2 separate regions of the Rattus norvegicus genome follow, and region 1 is linked to region 2. A link is a contact called in public Hi-C data. All regions are on one chromosome and are shown on one strand. Each heading gives the region's core, a stretch centred on a gene start, on an enhancer-like site or on the middle of the called end of the contact. The rest is flanking DNA. Distances are from core to core; before and after follow the strand shown. Region 1 holds the start of Pan3 (poly(A) specific ribonuclease subunit PAN3). Region 2 holds the start of Pomp (proteasome maturation protein).

Evidence for each region. Hi-C and Micro-C count contacts between places; a contact is called where the count stands out from the background.
Region 1: a contact with region 2 is called in a Hi-C map of hepatocytes, with 1.7 times the contacts expected there. The contact joins the promoter of Pan3 here to the promoter of Pomp in region 2. A contact is called at or near these places in 3 of 12 Hi-C or Micro-C datasets (frontal cortex, hepatocytes and mammary epithelial cells).

Annotation. Positions count from the first base shown.
Region 1 is chr12:12,629,900-12,632,981 of GRCr8, reverse strand. It overlaps Pan3 (poly(A) specific ribonuclease subunit PAN3), which reads left to right and starts at 1,490. Exons shown (of 19, transcript NM_001419788.1): 1 at 1,490-2,292. The coding sequence starts at 1,875. LOC134481260 (a long non-coding RNA gene) reads right to left here and starts at 1,430. Exons shown (of 4, transcript XR_010056702.1): 1 at 1,289-1,430.
Region 2 is chr12:12,208,989-12,212,087 of GRCr8, reverse strand. It overlaps Pomp (proteasome maturation protein), which reads left to right and starts at 1,251. Exons shown (of 6, transcript NM_001100942.1): 1 at 1,251-1,271; 2 at 3,045-3,099. The coding sequence starts at 1,269.

The DNA.
Region 1 (3,082 bases), core at 241-2,740, 420 kb before region 2:
ATCTCTTAATACTGACTGAAAAGCACTTCTGAGAACTCTACTCATCTGTGTGCTATCACCATACTCCTAACACTCTAACCCGATTCACCTTGAGGCCTCTTTCACAAGCTGTCTGCTTTGTCTACAATGCTCTTTCTTTCTCTACACACCTAGTAGCAATAGAAAGCAATTGCTAAACCCTACTGATTCTTCCCAAACACAGGACATTTATATGATCAGTTCACTCACTCTTTTATCTCAAATGTACAAAGGAGGAATAGAGAAGCAACCAGGTTTCAAAGGCAGGGCTGAATTCAAGGATGCCTAAATCTCCAGCTGGCTTATCAGTTTTTCCTAGGAGCCCAACATCTTTAAATCCAGCATTAGACACTAATTCCCACCTTATGTCTCACTGTCCAGAGGATAAAGAAGCCCTCTGAACTCAGGTATAACTGCATCTTGTTCACTTTTGCATCCCTAGCTCCTTTCCAGTTCCTGGAACATGTAATGGACATTAACAAATACTTGTTGGATATTTAAGTGACTGAAAACTGCGTTCACACAAAGATACCGGCTTAGAATTTACCTAGGCAACATCACTAGGCTTACCAGACTAGGATCTACAACGTGCATCTCACCCCTTCTGCAGTGTGGTACTTTTTATATTCTTCCGTGACTTCGTCAGGTCGCCACAATTCCTTAAATACTGCCCACACCGTCCTTTTCATAACAGGGATTTGTCTTTTAAGAGAAATCTCGCAGAGAAGATTTCTAAAACCTTAAAACCAATCTTTTGCTTCACTTCGGTTCTTCAATTGTCTTAATGCCGCTCCCCCTTTTTAAAAAAAAAATGGAGCAAATTGGAAATCAATGAGGGGAAAACTTTAAAAAAAAAGTGAATTTCGAATGCAGACTAGGAAAACATTCTAGCACTTTTGGAATTGGGTCTTCCCATGCAGCCTAGGTAGCACTGTCCCAGGTGGCGCCTGTTTAGAAAAAATTCGAGGGCCATCAAAGCAGAGGAAACAGGTGCTGCTCTAAGCGGGGGTTTGTTGACATCAACGGTTCTGGCTCCATTTTTTGACAAAGAGCCCAGAAACTAAGGGTATCTGGCCGTTCCATCTCCTTCGAGGGGGAGGATTTACAAAAAAAAAAAAAAAGAGAGGCTGTGGGGCAAAGGGAAAGGGAGAGGAAATGTGACACACGGAACCAAAAACTGCTCTGCAGGGAGCGAGGTTGGGCCGCGTCCCCCTCAAAGGACAAGTGACGGACTGTCATTTTGTGTTTTCGCTTCCAAGCTGACAACCACCTGGTTCAAGGAGGAGACTCGAAGAGGGGTATCCTGTCTCGTGAGAGCTTCAGCATCGGACCCGTGACAACCTGGGAAGGCCACGGAGGGCCCAGGCAGGACCAACTGCCTCTGGTCAGCTCGAGGACGCCCCCGGGGGGCCACGCCTGCCGCCCCGGCCAGGCCTTTACCCATAAGCCCCCGCGCCGCGCGCGCACGCGCAGAGGCGGCGACCGTCTCAGGAAGAGGAAAATGGAATAAACAACTCGGAGGAACCGGAGCGCGAGACGACGAGCGGAGGCAGAGTTTAAAAACAAACCGGCTCCCTCCGCCGTGCCTTACCCCCCAGCTTCCGGTCGCCGCCGCCTCAGGGTCTCCTGCAGCCCCGGCCACGCGCCCACCGCGGCGTCCCGCGCGGCCCCTTTAAGGACAGCGGAGAGGGAGAGGGAGAATCCCTACTCGCCGCCCGCCCCTCCCCCTCCCCGGGCGGCTCCGGCTCCCTCAGCGGGCCCAACCCGCCCGCCCGGCTTCCATCCGGCTCCGGCGGCGGCTCCTTCCCGCCCTCGTCTATGGTGGCGGCGGCGGGGGACGCGGCTGCGGCGTGGCCATGAACAGTGGCGGCGGCCTTCCGCCCCCCTCGGCCGCCGCCTCCCCGTCGTCCTCCTCGCTGGCGGCGGCCGTGGCGGTCGCGGTCGCGGCCTCGTCGGGCGTCGGGGGCGTCCCCGGCGGGCCGGCTGCGGGCGTGAAGCTCAAGTACTGCCGCTACTACGCCAAGGACAAGACGTGCTTCTACGGAGAGGAGTGTCAGTTCCTGCACGAGGACCCGGCCTCCGGCGCGGCTCCGGGGCTCGGCCTCCATAGCAACAGCGTCCCGCTGGCGCTGGCGGCCGCGTCGGGGGCCGGCTTTCCTCCCGGAGCGCTCCCGGGCGGGGGAGCGGGGCCGCCCGCGGGGCCCAAGAAGCCGGAGCTGGGCGTCCCGGGGGCGGCGACAGCGGGCGGCGGACTCGATGGACCGCGGGTGGCGAGTGAGTGAGGCCCGGGCGGGGTGGTGCGGTACGGGCTGGCCGGGCGCGGGCTAGAGGCCTGAGCCTGCCGCTTCCCCTCACCTCTGGGCTGCGGGAGAGGCCTAGGCCCTGCGTAGCCGCCCTCCTTCCTTCTTCCGGTTTCCTCTCTCCGCCGCTCAGGGCAAGCCCTGGAGCTAGGGGAGGCGGGTTCCCCAGGAGCGTGGGTGGATGGTCCTGGTGATTGGGGTGGGGTGGGGCGCTGGGAGTGAGTGCGGAGAGGAGGGGGGATGGGCTGCCGAGTGTAAGGAAGGGGGTATCGTTTCCGGGTGTGTGTGTATATGTGGAAAGGGGCAGGGTTTGCGAGCACATGTGTCGTTGCGTGCCTGTGTAGAGTGCGGTCTGCCTAATGTTGAGGTTCGCCAGTGGGTGTGTATGTGGGTAAGAGGCGGGAGGTGAGGGGCGGGCTTAAGGCACATTGGCTTTGCTGAAAGGGACGCGAAAAAGTTTTTGTAGAAGGTTTTCCGGGCTGGGAACGCCTTCTAAAGGATGTCCGGGGTGAGGGGTCGGAGTGCCCTGAGGAGAGGTGTATGAAGATCTGCTTTTTTATTTTTATAAAGTGAGCAAAGGTTTAATAGAGAGCTTAAACTGGGAATTTCCCAAGATTTGCGCTCTGGAAGTTTTCTGGAAAGCTATAAGTGACTTGGGTGTGCAGGGATCTGTCATGTCTTTCCCATGACATATTGAGTGAAGTTTCTCAGCACTGTGCCTGAAGAGCGTCTCATACTCCGTAGACTTTCTTGAGAATAATTTA
Region 2 (3,099 bases), core at 2-2,501:
GGGCCTTGTGCTTGCTAGGCAAGCACTGTACCACTGAGCTAAATCCCCAACCCCCATTTCCAGTTTTAACTAAAAATGATGTACCCTGAATGTGGGAGGCACCATCCCATGGCTTGGGATCCCAGACTGAATAACAGGGCAAAAGCAAGAGGAGCAGCATTCGTTTCCCTTTGCTTCGGATTGCAGAGCCCAATCGACCAACTGCCTCGCCTTCCCCTCCATGCTTCGCTATACTCTCACAATGTGAGCAAAGGGGCTGGAGAGATTGCTCAGTGGTTAAGACCTGCTGCTCTTACAGAGGGCTTGTGTTCCTTTCCCCGCATCCACAGGGTGGCTCGCAACCATCTACCTGTAACTCCAGTTCTGTGAGATCCTGAGAATCTTCTTGTGTTGGCAAACTCCGCTAAGTATTGCAAAGAGTGTGAGGATACCAGGCACACACATGATACACATGCATATAGTCAAACAACACGCTTTAAAGAAACCCTTAAAAATTAATTTTTAAAAAGCTTAATGAAAAGGTTTAGGGAGATGACTCGTGTACAGCATGTACAGCCATATTGATGTACATAATTCTAAGAGCCTGACATCCGTTAGCTATGACAGATTTAAAACTGTTAGCCGCTCCCCCATGTTACCGAGGAATTAGTCTCTGGGACCCTAAGTCTTTGTCGTCTTCCCAGTCTGGCCACACTGACCAAATTACCTTCTTCTGCCTCCCGCTTTTAACTTGCTTATTAAGAACGGGTGGCCAGATCTGATTTAGGGACACTGGTTGTAGTTCCCCAAGTTCGGAAACATCCACACCCCACAAACCCTGGAGTCCGCCTCTGCCTGTAGCTCAGTGACTAAGCAAGCTTGGTCCTTCCTTTGGGTTCTACACATACCCAGCCTTGGACCTTGGACTTAATAAAAAGCCTGTTGTCCGAGTTTTGACTGAGCAGAACTTTATGCAAATCACCACCTCGACATCCGTGGATGGCCCGTGAGAAGTCTGTGCATCTGCACACATCCACCTAAAACCGTCACGCGAGGCCACGTCCAGAGCACACTCTAGCTGCGCCCTTGGCCCTCGCTCCCCGGGGATAGCAAGCGTGGGAGCCCCGGCCCAACGCGACTCCCTCTCCTCCCACGCCCTCTTTTCCTTCCTGGCCGGACGGACGCACTTCCGGCGGATGGGGGGGTTGTCTCGGCCCCGGAAACGGAAGTGAGCGCCTTGGCTGGCCGACTATAGCGGGTTCAGAGGGTTTCGCAGAGCTGTTTCCAAGATGGTGAGTGAGCGCGAACGATCGCAGTCGCGGTGGGTATTCGTGGTGCGGGCACGATCACGGCTGCGCGGTCCCGGCGGGTGTCTGACGTGGGCGTGACCAGGGCTGCACGCTCTGGGGTGGTGCTGGTTCCCGTCGGACCGCGCGCGTGGGTTCCCGGGCCTCCCAGGCCTGCGCGCCCCTTTCCAGCAGTTGAGGCGGATGCACAGGGCATCTCTGAAAGCCAAGCCTTGTGTGGTTGTTGGGACATGCCACGTGCCCTCTCCTTCAGGGTGACTGGACTCTACAGCCCCCAAAGGCCCACGACCGCCTCTTGTATTTATATAACTCAGCCACGATTTTACAAACGTCTCTGCCTGTGCCTCTGTGTTGCTCCCGTGTTGTTCATATAGTTAGTGCTGGACTCCCTCTGTTCCCCCTCTGGCCTCTCCTCCTTCCCCACTTTCTGTTTCTCTTTGAGCAGACTCCTGAGTCACCATGGCACAGACCTGATACAAGCACTCCTCCGCAGGCCGTCTGCCCACGTCCAGAAAGCTTGTATTGGCTAATACTGTTAACCATTGTAAAGGAGTGTGAGAAATGCTGAAATATGAATGGTTTTAGGTCTTTACAGACTTATTTTTATCTGACACTGAGCTAGAACCTTAAGGCGTCCTCATTTTATAAAAGGATACTGGGAAGACAGTAACATCAATACTAGAGTTCAGAATTTCTCGTTTGGTGCTTTTCAGTAAATCAGGAGGACACTGTAGGGTAGTGATGTCAGTCAGCGTTGGAACAGCAATAATCAGACAGGGCTAGTCCTTGGAAGTCTGTGCTTGGCTGGCAGTCACAGAGTAGGAGTAGGTGACTGTCCACTGTAGATTATATACTGTCTCCCTGATCCCCAGTAGTTTCCTGTGTGAAGAATGGGAACAGTGCCAGGCCCTTGAATTATAGACTTGGAGCCCTGAACTCTATTTCTCAGATGTTAATGAAGCACAGAAGGAGGTTGTTAGCAGTTTTGGTGGTGAGGTTTGTGGGGTTTGGAGAAACCTTGCTATTCAGAATTAGGAAATTGGTGAGGCTCAAGCAAGACCCAATCGGGGCTGGTGGCATACCCCCCGCCCCCAGGTAAAATACACAGATGAAGTAAGTCTATCAAAAAGCTGTTCTCTTCAGAATAGTTTTGTCTAGACTAGTAGTAGAGACCAGGTCAACTGTACCTGAATAGTTTACGCTGTTAGAGTTAGGGTGACAGTGTCAGTTCCAAGGAGCTGTTCTTAACTTTTTGTACTATTTCAACTAGCTGCCTTTATTTTTATAATTATAGAAGACAGCTCCTCCCCCTTTCTGTCAGTTCCTATGACCTCATCTCTAGGTGTCATGTTATAATTCCATCTCTTGTGTTGTCTTTGATCTGCCTGTTCCCTGGGGTTCTCTCCTCAGCCTCTTCACCAGGATAAAACACTACACCCAAAGGGAATGCTCTTTCCACCGAGGAAAAGCTGGCTGATTATACCGAGATTAGGGTAAAACTCAAGGTTTTTGGTTCATACGATTGTGCGTCTTTGAATTTTATCACTTCGTTATCTCAGACTGGTCAGAGTTTGTATACCCCCCCTTTTCCCCCTAAAGTGCTTTTCATGTTGGCACATGACCAGGAGTCTTTCTACTCACTGTACCCTGTGTGCTGGCTACCACAATATTTAAGGCTCTCTATAGATCCTGTGTTCCCTAAGGGCACAGCCCTTAGCTTCTCTGCCCTTTAACCAGCATGTTGCCTTTGTGTTGTAGAACGCCAGAGGCCTTGGGTCGCAGCTAAAGGACAGTATTCCAGTTACAGAACTCT